2 separate regions of the Mus musculus genome follow, and region 1 is linked to region 2. The links are chromatin contacts, called in public HiChIP or PLAC-seq maps. All regions are on one chromosome and are shown on one strand. The core of a region is the stretch at or near the end of the contact, and the rest is flanking DNA. Distances in the headings are between cores, read along the strand shown. Region 1 overlaps Kcnq1 (potassium voltage-gated channel, subfamily Q, member 1). Region 2 overlaps Kcnq1 (potassium voltage-gated channel, subfamily Q, member 1).

Evidence for each region. HiChIP or PLAC-seq counts read pairs in DNA pulled down with a chosen protein or histone mark.
Region 1: an H3K4me3 HiChIP or PLAC-seq map of embryonic stem cells shows a contact between it and region 2, with 62 read pairs. The contact joins two enhancer-like sites. A contact is called at or near these places in 1 of 15 datasets of contacts at CTCF or cohesin (large pre-B cells), 6 of 484 Hi-C or Micro-C datasets (bone marrow-derived macrophages, embryonic fibroblasts, embryonic stem cells and 1 more), 12 of 115 datasets of contacts at active chromatin or transcription factors (craniofacial prominence, embryonic basal ganglia, embryonic forebrain and 8 more) and 1 of 9 other capture datasets (embryonic stem cells).

Annotation. Positions count from the first base shown.
Region 1 is chr7:143,423,526-143,430,650 of GRCm38.p6, forward strand. It overlaps Kcnq1 (potassium voltage-gated channel, subfamily Q, member 1), which reads left to right. Exons shown (of 16, transcript NM_008434.2): 16 at 2,385-3,517. The coding sequence ends at 2,600. Among named protein-coding and RNA genes, the nearest start is that of Cdkn1c, 34 kb to the right of the region's middle. Within about 2 kb of position 4,781, at least 33 of the 459 cell types and tissues checked have an H3K27ac peak or open chromatin away from gene starts, as enhancers often do.
Region 2 is chr7:143,150,869-143,157,176 of GRCm38.p6, forward strand. The region is part of intron 2 of Kcnq1 (potassium voltage-gated channel, subfamily Q, member 1); the gene reads left to right. Among named protein-coding and RNA genes, the nearest start is that of Gm28821, 13 kb to the left of the region's middle. Within about 2 kb of position 3,168, at least 105 of the 459 cell types and tissues checked have an H3K27ac peak or open chromatin away from gene starts, as enhancers often do.

The DNA of each region.
Region 1 (7,125 bases), core at 3,531-6,030, 270 kb after region 2:
ATTCCCACCTCAATCCAAGTTGGCTTAGGCAATCTGGTCTGAACAAGGCCAGAAAAGCTTAAGAACTCAGCCACAACTTACTGTTCCTCACCCATGACAGCCAGGGCAAGCAAGAGATTCTATTTATGAGTAGCTAGACAAGCTAGGAAGATCCTATGGATGGCCAAGAAGACCCAGAAGGGTCCTACACATGACCATGAAATCCAGGCAAACTCTGAGGCGACTGGAGAGTTGAAGGAGTGGGCACATTCAAAGGAGCCCTTGCACTGTTTGCTGTCTTCAAAGGCCTGTCAAGGTGACAGTGGCACAGTGAGGTCCTAGACTCTAGACACTCTTAAGACTCTAGCCCATATCCTGCCCCTAGCAACTTGGCCAATACGATATCTTTGAACCCACACAGACTCCTCCAAACCCCAGTTGATTCAAGTGGGATCCATGGGGTCATTGTGAGCTTGGGAAATGTCCAGGGAAGCTTCAGGGACACCCTTGATTAGCACACACAGGCTTGATAGACCCTGTGGCAGCTGTCCCATAGGAGGTTTCAAACAGCCCCACCCCCACTCCCAAGAACTCTCCTTAAGGACTCTATCCACTAGCAAATGAGATGTGTCCACAGGTGCTCAATTGTGGGTTAGGAAACATTCATGAAGCCATCCATCTCCATGAGCCAACTGATGCTTTTCTCCTGCCTACTCAGATTAGCTGTGTGTTTAAAGTTGCATGAAGCTAGACCAAGACTAGCCTCAGACAACCCTCCTTTGGTACAGAACTCACCAAGGCCTTGGACCGGTCATGGACTCTGGCTTCACCTGCCAGGATCAACCTAGCTTTAGCTTCCACCCCCTGTACTCTTAAGCCCTGGCTTCAGTTTCCCCACGTGAGCCCTCCAGCCTGGATAATCCTATCCAGCCCTTTCAGACTACAAACAAGTATTAGGACAGAGAAGCCAGTACAGAAAGCATCAAAAGCCTGCCTGGGACACAGACTTCACTCATGACACACACTTGTCCAGGAAGATGGGATCCATTCCCTGCCTGCCTCTTGTCCTCAGGGCTCTAGTCACCCAGGTTTTGAGGCCAGCGGTCAGCAATTGGCTGAGTCATCCCATGGTTTTCCCTAAAGCAGCTTTGCAGGTTTGACAATATGACGCCATCTGTCAGAACCTCTGGCTCCATCCCTGCATCACAGGCATTCCCTTTACACTAGTTCCAAATATAGACATGAGGAAGACCCCTGATGTACTGACAGAGCATGCTGGAGGAACCACCCCAGGTGCTCAGCAGCTGAGGTCCTCTCTCTCCCAACCCCTGCTCTATTGCTTCTGCTAGGTAGGTTCCTGTATATCCCCCCAACCCTGCCCCCTCCATGAGTCTCCCAGCTGCCCTTGGGACAGCCCTGCTTCCTAGGTTATTATGCTAGGGGCTCTGGCCTCTCTGGACAGTGGGTATTTTCTTCTAGGAGAGAAAAGGAAGTAGCTGAGCATTTCAGGCCCCCAGGGCTGGGCTCCAGCCCCTTGCACAATGGCTCCTTCTTTCTAAGGAGTTCTCCAATGGCTCTTCATTGTGTCTCCTACAAGCACAGCAAGTGTGGCCTCTGTCAAGGGCCTACTCAGGTTCTGCCCTGCCTTTGTCTCCCCTCCAGTTCCTTAGCTACCCACCTAGTGCTTAGAGCAAAACAAGCCCTTTCCAGGCATGGGGTAAGGACCACACAGTCAAGAAATCTACTCAGTCACTGTCCTGACCCATGGGGACCTAGAAAGGTGGTGTTGTCCTAAAGTAGTACCTTTGAGTTACCTTTAAGGGTGGACATTATTTCATGAAACCACCCAGCCTCTGCCTGCTCAACCCTGAGCTGTCCCAATCCCTCTCTCCGGGTGCCAACCCCTCCCACAAAGCTCCCCTCCCCCCCGCACTGTGTAAGGTTCCAAACCCATCCAAGCTGAGCAGATAGCTTGGGACTCTGGGGTCCCACTCATCATGCCACCAGCCCTACCACCTCTTGGCCACAGGAACCCAGAGACTGTTCTAGGAGCTCCATAAGGTTTGTCCAGAGTCTCAAAGACCAAAAGGCCCGGGAAGGGGCTAAGAGGTGACTCTCAGCCACTAGGTCTACCTAGAAACAAGAGATAACTGTTAAGCACGCCCAGGTTTATGCATGTATGGACACACACAAGAACTCAATACTATACTGTACCCCCTGTACCCCAATAACAGATGCACATGAGGGTGACCAAGGGCCTCTAGGCATGGTACACACATAAATTCAACCCACAGCTATAAAGACATGTGACATACTCTCTTTCAGGCTTTGAATGCCCAGGCCCTAATATGGCCTGCACTAGGCTGTCTCTAGCACCAGGTTCATCTCTGTTTCTGTCCTTACAGGTGACACAACTGGACCAGAGACTGGTGATCATCACAGACATGCTCCACCAGCTGCTGTCCATGCAACAAGGTGGTCCAACCTGCAACAGCAGGTCACAAGTTGTAGCCAGCAATGAAGGTGGCTCCATCAACCCTGAGCTCTTCCTACCCAGCAACAGCCTGCCCACCTACGAACAACTGACTGTGCCCCAGACAGGCCCTGATGAGGGTTCCTGAAGGAGCTCAGAAGGGAGGTCCAGGGTAAACCCCCCACAGGTCTGCCCCACCTCCCTCTCAACAGGGGCACACCCACCTGGTTCTCACCCCCTTGAAGGCCTGATATGACAGCCTAGCTCCCTAAGGCCCCGAAACCCATGGGCCAAGCCACTGGCCTGGATCTGGATATCACCAACACCCCTCTGCCCAGCCAGTGGGAACTAGAACTTGTCTGGGCATGGGGTTCCTCTCAGGCCCCTATCAAGATGTTGATGCTGCTCTTCTGATGGCTGGAACATAGGGATGGGGAGTATATGTGTAAAGCAGGATGCAGCTCAGGCAGAGGGAAGCCCATCCAGGTATGCCAAGTGGCTTCCTAAAGGGAAACAGGAAGAGTCTGGGGTTTCCACCCTCAGCCCTGAATCCAGAGACCATCAGGGAACGTGCAGGGCAAGACAGGCCCGGCCCACACTAACTGCAGGCTGTAGCCCAGTGGGAGCTCAGCAGGCTAGAGCCTGACTCCTTCATTCTCTAGTGATGTTGACCACAACAAGATACTAGCGGGATTTTCACACCCCCCCCAAAGGATATCCCAAGCAAGGGATTGTCCACTGTCCACCCTAGCCAGGTATGGACTGACAACTTCTCCCCTAAAGTGAAAAGCAGGGCCCTCAAGCCCTATGAGCCCCACATGTGCAGCCTGCCTCCTTCTTGCTGGTCAGAGGTGCTGGACCAATGCTCAGACTCCAGCCTCTTTCACGCCACATTGAAGTTAGGGGCATCACCGATTCTTCCAGGATTGGTTCCTTGGGCTTGGGCACCACGCCTCACAGAAATCAAGATAATTTCTGGTGATTCAGACTCTTGTGTTTTAATGAATTTCGTAGTATGATCTTGATTGAGAGACTTTTCCAAATAAAGTTGGGACGTCCCAGGTTGATCTTGGCACAATGCTTACTTCTGAGAGAGTCTGGGGGATCTTTAGCACTCACCTTCCACCCTCTGCCCTACTCTACCTTCCTGTCTCCTGTTGATCCCCACAGACAGTCTCAATCTTTTCGTGAACAGGATCCTGCAGTTCCCTGGGACCCAGGTGCCCAGTGGCCACAGAGTGAGAATGATTTGTTGGTCCATGCAGAAAAGGCTCAGGCCCCAAGGGCTCAGAGGAACCATGATATGTGTGAAAGGTTGAGCCAGTGGGCTTGGGGTATCCCTGGGGCTTCCACTCCAAGTATACCTGCCTACTCAGTGTGAACAGGATGTAATTACCTCCACATTCCCAGAAGACCCTGAGCCCTAAAGGTAGCTGAGCCTGGGTCAGGATCTGACTAGGCTGGTACACACTGATATACGCACAGGAAGTCACCCTCAGACGTGTGCCCGGGACTCTCATCTGTCCTTTCCAGCCAAGATGGCTCTCACTGGTGACACATTCAAGAGTGCTTCTTTTCCAGGGCCAGCTCCCAAGGCCCTAAGACTTTCACTTCTGAAATAGAAGTATACAAATAAGTGCTGGGGTTCTTGGGCTCCCTTCAAAGCCCCGGTTTCCCTGTTGGGATTATGATGTTCCTCTGGCTGTCCAGTCAGTCCTCTAGGCTGCAGGGTTATTCTAAGTGAATACTGCCCTGATCACCTAGCCCTGTGGCTGTTACTCTTTGTGATCCATCTACTGAGAATGGAAACAGAGCCCTGTGAGCAGGGATTTCCCCAGCCAATGTCCACTGTCTCTACTGATCCCATTCTGTCCTCCTTCCAAGGCCCACCCTATATGCTTGGCCATCAGGGCCAGAGGCATCTGTGATTGGAAGGATGGGGGTGCCCTGGTCTTTGGAGGCAGAAGGTAGCAATCAGTAGAATCAAAGAGCCAAGTGTGAGGGTGCAGCTGGAGGCCCCTATAGGAGGGGAAAGCCCCCCAAGGCTCTCTTACCTGAATTTCTTAGGTAGCAGCTCCCTCCACAAGGTCTTAGTGTCGGGTCTAACAAGCACTGGCCAGCTTTTGAAGGGAAGGGTGGAAAGGCAGCTGAGGCCTCAGGCTTCCCGGCCTCAACCCCCCTCAAGGGGGGTTCTGCAGCAACAATTGCTGGAAGGCAGAAGCTGTTGTTTCCTTGTTGGGTAAATATTTGTGGAAGCCCCAGGCTGTGGCTGGCTATAGCCAGGGCCCTCAGTATTGCCCAGGCAGGCTACAGCCCACTGGGAGCTGAAGGCCATCCATCTGGGTAAGACACGGTCCCTGCTCCCTGCCGGCCTCGGTGCCGTGTTATGGACTGTGTAGAGTGGCCAAGTGCTGTTCTCCCGCAAGGACCATTGCAGCCCTCTCGGGTGTGAAATGCAATTTACCTGAAATAAAGCCCAATTATGGAATTACCTAATTAAAGCCGGGGAGAAGGCTGGGCCTGGCAGGCCGGACGCTCAATGCCCGCCTGATGCCCATGGTCTGAAGGAACAGATGGTGCCCCGGCCTGCCGAGCTGGCCACATTCCTTCACTCTGTCCCCCTATAAGTGACCTAGACAGCACACGACCATCTGGTGTGTGACACGTCCTGCAGGCCCTGGACAATGGCCCAGCAGACCTCTCCATGAGAGGGCCGTCGCCCGGGCAACGGTGGCATGTGCGGGAAGGCCCATTTGCAGCCCCTCCCGAGGCCCTTTCTTCGGGCCCTTTGTGGGCCTCTCCTTGGCTCTCTAGCGGCTGGGCTGACAATACCCATAAGTATTTGTCCCCAGAGCTGTGCCTTTGTCCCCTTATCGAGGCCCTGGTGTCCAGTGGGTGCTAGGAGCATTTGCTAGAAGACCAGCAGGGCTCCAGTTTCATGGGACTGCCTCTGCCACTGCCCTCCCTTGCTCCCTTTCTGCCCTGACTGTAGTTCTGGAGCACTGAGCTTGACCCTGCCCAGATCTGAACATCTCCCACCTCTGAGCCTGCATACAGAGGGGAGAGACCCCTGCCACCCAGCTATAATCTTTCACCAGCTACCCGCCCCCTGTCTGTGACATAGGACAGTAAAAGTGTCCTATCACAAAGGGCTGATTAAGAAGAGACATCTAAGCCAAAGAAGAAGATACAACCATATACTTAAGGCAGCTGGAGAAATCTCCTAGGTGGGTGAAGCTGGTTCTTCCTCCCTCCTGCACTCCTGCCTGATCTTCTAGCTCTAAACCCCTTGCCTGGTCCACCAGTATCCAGCCACACCCCTTTCTGGCCACACCCCTCAGCATCAAGCCCCACCTCTTAGCCCTGCCTTCTCAGAGCCAAGCAAGTCTCCCAAAGGCAGGAAGGTAGCTGGGTAGTCCCTCCCAGGACCACCCTGACTCAACACCACAACACCACATAGCCAACCCACTATTCCTGGTATTTAAGCAGCTATGATTACCTGAATATTCCTCCCTCCCCTGCATCTAGCAGCCCCCATACACATATACACACACATGCATACATGCATGCATGCATGCATACATACATACATACATACATACATACATACCACACACACACTTGGGACTTCTAGTGTGATGGGCAGGTACAAGAATGGGACAGAGGGAACAGCTGGCCCAGGAATTTCCCAACCCCAACTGAGCTCAAGCAAAACTAGTTAAATCAGTGGATAAAATAAAGGCACTGACTGGCCACAGAGGCATCTGGACCCTGCAGAGGAACTAGGCTTCTAACCTGATCTAGGACACTGCTGTCCCGGCTTTACTCACTCAGCCTCCGGAGTGCAGGTTGGTTAAGAGTTCTTGGTGTTGACTAGAGATGCGTCCCTAAGAATGATCTTCTTTAATGGAAGGTCCAGGAAAGTTGAGCAATGGATCCTACTATCCTTATCCCTAGCTTCTGGGATCTGCTCCCCTCCCATCAAAGCTCAGATGCTGGTTGAAATAGCAAATGAAGTTCACTAGGACACAAGATGCTTGCTTTCCTGGCCAGTCCTTCTATGACCTGAGTTTGGTTCTGTTACCTGCCCTCCTCTCAGTGTTCTTGTGAGGCACTCCAAGGTACCTGGGATCAGCAAAGTTCTTGTCACATCCCCTCCTACAGTTCCCATGACACATCAGGGATTCACACTCCTTTCAATTCCCCATGCCTGCGGCCCCAGAGAACAGGTCCTTCTTAACTCCCAGAGCTCAGCCCAGCCCCTAGTCATCTGTTTCCAGGACTGGGCTCAAACAGGTCCAGGCAGCAGCTACTCAACCCAAGAGAACCCAGGCCACCTGGCTGATGCTCTCATTGCCTCTGAGATGTAGAGTGGAGTGTAGGGAAGGGGGACATCAAGACATACTGGGGACCATCGTGACACTCAAACTTTCTCACCCTCCTAACCCCTCCAGCCCTACTCCAGTCACACCCACAGCCTCATCTTCCTGCCAAGCCATAACAGTGAATAGCAGCTGGGTGTCCTTCGGGAATAAGAAGGAAGCACTGGGAAGAACAGATGCCCAGGACAGAAGGGCCTTCAAACAATAAGGCCCCTCCTCCTGGAACATGAGGACACCAAGGGTAGCACCTGTAAGTGTAAAGAACCATAGCAGATACTAGCAACCGTGTTG
Region 2 (6,308 bases), core at 1,918-4,417:
GCTCTCTGGTCCTGGCCTGAGTGTGGTGGGTGCCTTCTTCCTCAAGTTTGAGTATTCACGTGTGATACTGTCAATGGCTTTTAGGAGTCTCCAGGGAAGCATGAGGCAGGCACTGCTCTGTTCCATCCCTGCTGCTCATCCCAACGGCCCCCTTTCCCAAAACTCCATAGGACACGTGTTTTCACTGTAGACCAAATCAAACATGAGGCTTGCCTGGTAGTACCTAGTTCTCTACAGGCCACTGGAGGGTTCATACCCTACAGTGAGCTCTGTAGCAAAATTCAGGGGCACCTGGCAAATTTCTTGTTCCTTACTCCCATCCCAAAAGTCAATGCATTCAATCCAGGGCACACCTGGTACCAAGTATTAACTATGATGGCTGTGGTGCCAGCCAGCAGTGTGCCTACCTCTGGGGTTGGGATGTCACTGTGGTTTAGGCACATGTGGTTTAGGCAGCTGCTAACAGACAGTAACAAGCTGTGATTGGAAGTTGTGGTCACTAGAGGGCGACTTCTCTTCTGAAGTTTTCTGGGACTTTTCAATGTGGGCCTTAGCCTATGATGTCCCCACACTTAACAGAGGTGCCAATTCCTGTACCTATGGTTCCTGGGCTTCAAGTCGGGGTCAGGGCCTCAAGTTTTTCCAGAAGCAACATCCAGCCAGTCTGCCTATTCCCTAGTTGGTTCCATGTGGCTGGAAAGATGCCACCAAATCTTAGCTGGCATCTCTCTGTGATGTGTTAGCTGATTAGCCTCAGTTTCCTGGATGACACCCCTTAGTCCCAGAGTATAATCTTTCAAGACCTGTCTGATGGAGCTCTTAGATATGGTTGGGGAATTTCACATGGCCCTTGTATTCCCTTATAGAACCAAGGTGGGGAAGAGGGCCCTGGGTTCCTTAGTTTTATGTGTGATGCTATCCCCACAGGTTCCTGTCAGAATTGTTCCCTTGCCCAGTACAGAGGTGGCTGCTACACGGATGAGGTCAAGTCTCTGGATATGTTATGAGAGGACATAGCTCCTGGTTACTGCTGAGGGGAATGGCCCAGGTTCTTTTCCAGAGAACTAGGTTTCTGTAGTTCTTAGTTTGGGACTTGGTCTGGAGAGCCTGGGCCAAAATGGCTCCTATGCTGAGAAGGGCCTGTGTGTCAGAACATTCCCCTGGGAGGCCTCCCAAGTACAAGTCTATATATGCACTTACGTGAATGTATTCACATATGCACAGACCCATGTATTCAAATGGACACATTCCTATATATAGCTGTGTCTTCAGGTAAGTGTGTGTTTTGTCTGAGCATGTGTGAGAGTGTAAGTGGACATTTACATGTGTAATATCCATATTAGGCCTTGTGCTTGGTTTTGTGTATTCTTGTGCACTTGTGAATGAATGCATTGTATTGTGTATCTTCATGTGTAGCTATGTTCATGCCTACGTGTAGATGGTACTGTATGTTCATGTGTCAACACATGTTCACATGTGTGTGGGCCTGTGAATGCACCTACTCCATTTCTCATCTGGTAGCTCCAGACTTGGGGTGGTTACCCCAGTAATTTTTGGCTTAGGCTCCCTTTCCTGGTGGCTTCTGCTGCCTCCCTCAGGCCAGGCTCTTTCTGGGGCCTGCTTGCCATCTTGTGGCTACTTTTGGAATTGTGAACACAGATCCAACAACCCTAAAGCAAAGGCAGGCGTGGGTGGGACCCACCCCTCCTCCATTCCCTCAGTGTGAGCGGGTCCCCACTCCCAAGGCAGCCCCTCCCCAGTCTGTTCTGCTTCCCAGAAGTGGCTCTTTGTCCACCACTGTGAGGGCAGTGACCTCATTACCTCTTTTGTCCCCTTCTCGTTCCCTGGACCCTCCCTGCCCCACAACAGCTAAGAAGAGATTTTATAGGACAAAAACCTGAGTGTCCCAGACGCTCCCTGGGTGGTTTGGGATAATTTCCAATTTCTCCCTCATGGTCTTCAGAGTGTCACACATTTAAGCATACACCCCCCCCCATCTCCAAACCTCCCTTCCCTCCCCATCTCTCCCTCCCAACTGCCTCAGGACCTTTGCACAAACACTATATATATCCAGCAGGGTTGCTTTCCTACTATTAGGACTGACCTCCGGTCAACGCTGCACACTCCCTTCTGGAACTCCCCTCTGCTCTTTTCTGGGCAACCTGGATGTGATGATGGGCTTCTTTGAGTAGGCTCACATCTCTTTCACACTTTTCTACTATGCAGAGGGAGGCTCAACACCCCGGCTGCTCAGAGTGTATATATGGAGTAGGATACAGAACCCCCTTCTTTTTAAGTCTTGTTCCCAGGCATGCCCCCTAAGGATACAATGATACCCCTGAACCTCAGTGTCTCCAACTGTAAAGTATAGGGATGAAAGTATAGTTGGCTTTAGTCTTAACCTCCCCATTTGGCTTTGCCACATTATTTTAAAGCCTCTCTCTCCCTGCCGCCTCCTGTGTGTGTGTGTGCTCGAAATGCCCACAGAATCCAGAAGATAATGTGGCAGATCCCCTAGAGATGGAGTAACAGACGATTGTGAACAGCCCAACATGCGTACCCAACCAAACTTAGAACCTCTGCCAGCGTAGCAAGGGATCTTAACTGCTGAGCCATTGTCTGTCCCCAACTTTGCCATGTTCGTAAGCTGTATCCTCACATGCTAGCCTTTAGAGGCCATACCTTCCAGGATTTGAGCTGGCTGTGTCTAGTGGCTTACTTCAGAGTCATGACCATGGTGTTGGGGAAGCAGATGTGAGGCTGGCGTGTGTCCAGCCTGGACATATGGACCAGTGAAGAAGTGTATGGCTCAAAGGACCTTGTATATAGGGTGGTGATATTTTCCTAGAAGACATGATGATTGGTCAAAGGGTTAGGTAAGGAGGAGTTGTGTGCTGTTGCAGATGGCTCATGGCCTCCGAAAGGTGCATGTGTCCTAGGCCCACGCAGATATCATGGTTGTGGATTCCAGGCCTCTAGGGTGAGAATGGCTGTTGGAGCCTCAGGCTGGGGGACATAGTGTAGAATGCAGCTGCTACATGCTGTGGACGGGAGTTGGGTGAAAAACAAAGATGTTTATTTCAGCCTTTGAGCTAAGGACAGGGCAGCCTCTGACGAGCTGTGGAGACACCAGGTGGCGCTCTTGTAACACACATTCCAGCAGCCCTTGGGCCGAGCCCAGAGTGCCGAGCGCGGGAGCCCAAACCACAGCCCGCGGTGCCCCACGGGGGCCCAGGGCAAGGGAGCTCTGTGAGGGATTCTGGGAGCACATTGGGTAAATGGTGGAGAAGAAGTCACGCGAGGCTGTGTTCCCCAACCCCAGCGCCGGTACTCCTGCCTCAGCGCCTGGCTTTCGTGGTGCCAGAGCCCTGTTATCTCAGCCAGGGCCAAGGAAGCCAGGCGGCCTCCGAGGGATTAAGCATTCTGCTGAGCCAGGCATATTCTGTGGGTCTGAAAAGCTGTTCTTGGAGAAAACTGGGCCCTGCCAGGCCAGGGTCTGGCTAGAACTTTGATCAGGGGTGTTATAGGTGTGCTTGGCCTTGAAACTTGTTTGTGGCCCCAAGGAGGACACCCCCCCTCCCGCCGCCCAGCCCCCAATCCGGCCTCTGAATCTAGAGCAAGCTGTATGTACATCTGTAGACGTGGCGCACATGTGTGTGCACGCCGTGTACGTGCAAGTCTGCTGAATGTGCATGCACGCCGCCAAACCCACCCACCCCTCCTTGCAATAGGAGACCCTGGCCAGGCCCAGGTGCAGGGCTGTTTTTTGTCTCTCAAACCCCAGCTTGTTTTCAAATCCCACACAAAGACAGCTGCATTGAAAAAGTCCTAGCACACACTCCAGCTCCGTGAGCCCCACAGCCCGCATACCAGGGAACTGTCCCGCCATGCCTGCGGTTAAAACCCGTGAGCCGCGCGGCCGGAGGCCTGGGGGATGAGGTCATCTCTCCAGTTTCCTCCCTTACTGTGAGGCTCCCTGGCCCCGCAGGGGCGACCCACCTCCCTGCAGCTGGACCCTTCCTGGCCCGCCCTTGCTTTCTGTAACTCTCTTGGCAGGCCTCAGTTTCCCAGGGGCAAAATGAGATCCGGTGGGCTCTCTGAGCCCTTAAAACAGCCCTTGCTGGGTCCTACTTTCAAGTGGAACAGGGTCAGCTCCCCAGGTCCCAGACCCTCGTTCACACTCAGCAGGGCCTCACATGTTCTTGCATTCGTTTTCACACCCTTTCCTGCCAGTGGAGACTTTATTGGCGTTAAATTCAGCGCCTAGCTTCATGTCTTGGTGCTGTGTCTAGGTTTTGCTTTGGTTTAGTTTGTTTTCACGGTCTATCTGTTGTAGAGCTTGCTCTTAGCTCTCCATCTTCTGTTGCTTGGAGTCACAGCGGGTGTTCTGTTTTTTTGGCTGAGACACGCCTTGGGTTGTACCTAGTGTACCGTTGCTGCTTGCACTGTATTTGGCCATGTGTCCCACTGCCTGGTCTGTTGTTCTGTCTGAGATCTCTTATGGGGGCATTAATATCACACCTGTTAGCTGCACTCGTGAGAGTCAGTATGCTTACTCTATCCCTGTCCCTGAAGACTAGTTTGCAGCCGAGGGAAGAAGACTTCTGCAGGTTGAGTCACTGCTGCAGCAGCACAAGGTCAGGAGACCAGCAGGGAGCTTGAGTTTTCCACCACCAAGCCCAAGATCTGACTTCCTGTGGGGCCCCAGCCCCCTGCTTGGAGAGATCTAGTTCTCAGGGCTCTTTAGAGATGCTGTCCAGCTAACCGTGTACCCAGTAGTGTTGCCAGCTCTCTCCTGGGCTCCTGGGTCCTCTGAGGAAACATTGTGTCCCTCTCAGGACTAGAACTTACTTTCTTTCTTTCTTTTTTTTTTTTTTTTTTGTTTTTTGTTTTTTGTTTTTTGTTTTTCGAGACAGGGTTTCTCTGTATAGCCCCGGCTGTCCTGGAACTCACTTTGTAGACCAGGCTGGCCTCAAACTCAGAAATTCGCCTGCCTCTGCCTCCCAAGTGCTGGGATTAAAGGTGTGCTCCATCACTGCCCAGCTGGACCAGAACTTTCTACGTCCTCAGCACACAAGGTTCCTATTGCCCCAGCTGTCATTTTGCCACTTTAAAAGATATTCCCCACGAGATGCCCACCTTTTTTGATTGAGTTGTTTTCTCCTACATTCATTGAGGAAGAGAGTAGCTGTGAAGCTCCAACTGTGTTTCAGGCTGTGTGCTAATGGGACAAGGGCTTCAAGTTCCTACCCAGAACTCACACCTTGGGGTCCTGTAGACATGGAAGCCACATGCCATCTGCGTGTAGTCCCTGGAGGGCTGTTGGGGATAATGGAACAGACATGGGCTCAGCTCTGCTTGTAGCCCCCAGGGCATCCAGAGGCTTGGGGGACTTGGGGGTACTCTCCCGAACTGTTGGTGCCTCTCTCCAGGAAGACAGCTGCTCTGTGGCTTAGTCTAGGTGGGAGGATGTCACACCTAGTCTGGGGATGGGTGGGTGACATGGGTGAATGGATGGGGCTGGGCTGCTTCTAAGGACCTCAAGATCTCCAAGCTGTGCAAAAAAAGTCCCACTGGTTGGGCACAGAGCTTATATGTCCTGCTGGATTGCTAGAAATGCCTGCTATGTTGGGGCGCAGCAAAGCCTTTTGCCTCCTACCTGCCCAGCATCTTTCACATGCTGTTATGGTGCCCATGAGCTGGGGCAGGAACGGTGGGCGGATCCCAATATCTTCTCCATTTCAGCTGCTAGAGAATGTAGGGGTTGGCTGGAGTGCTGAAACCCTGCCTGCTAGGGGCTAAGAAGGGCATGGTAGCACATAGCCAGCAGGCTTGTGGACTCCTCTGTGGTTTGGTTGGTTGTTTTCCAAACCAGGATAGAGACTGTGTGGCCCTTAAAACCTACAGCACGTGTTTTATGGCCTTCGAGAAAGTTGTCCAATCCTCATTCTGTTCAGAAGGAGAATGTGCAGAATGGTGGTTGCTGGTATGCTTTATTTTATTGTTGTTGTTGTCGTTCTGAGACAACACCTTGTGTAGTTCAGAGTGGCTCCAAACTCAAAGAGCTCTACCTGCCCCTGCCTCCCTAGTGCTGAGATTGGAGGCATGTGCCACCACATCTGGCAACTTTGAATGGCCTTGAACTCCTGACCCTCTTGGTTTCTAATGATCCATGGACACTAAAATGGCACTTAAGTTGCAAATGTGTCTGGACCACATGGGTGTGCTGCACTGTCCCACACTGGTCTTTGCGGCTCAGGATGGCTTGTGGATACTTTGGTTTCACAGTGTCTTTCTTCTGTATTTCC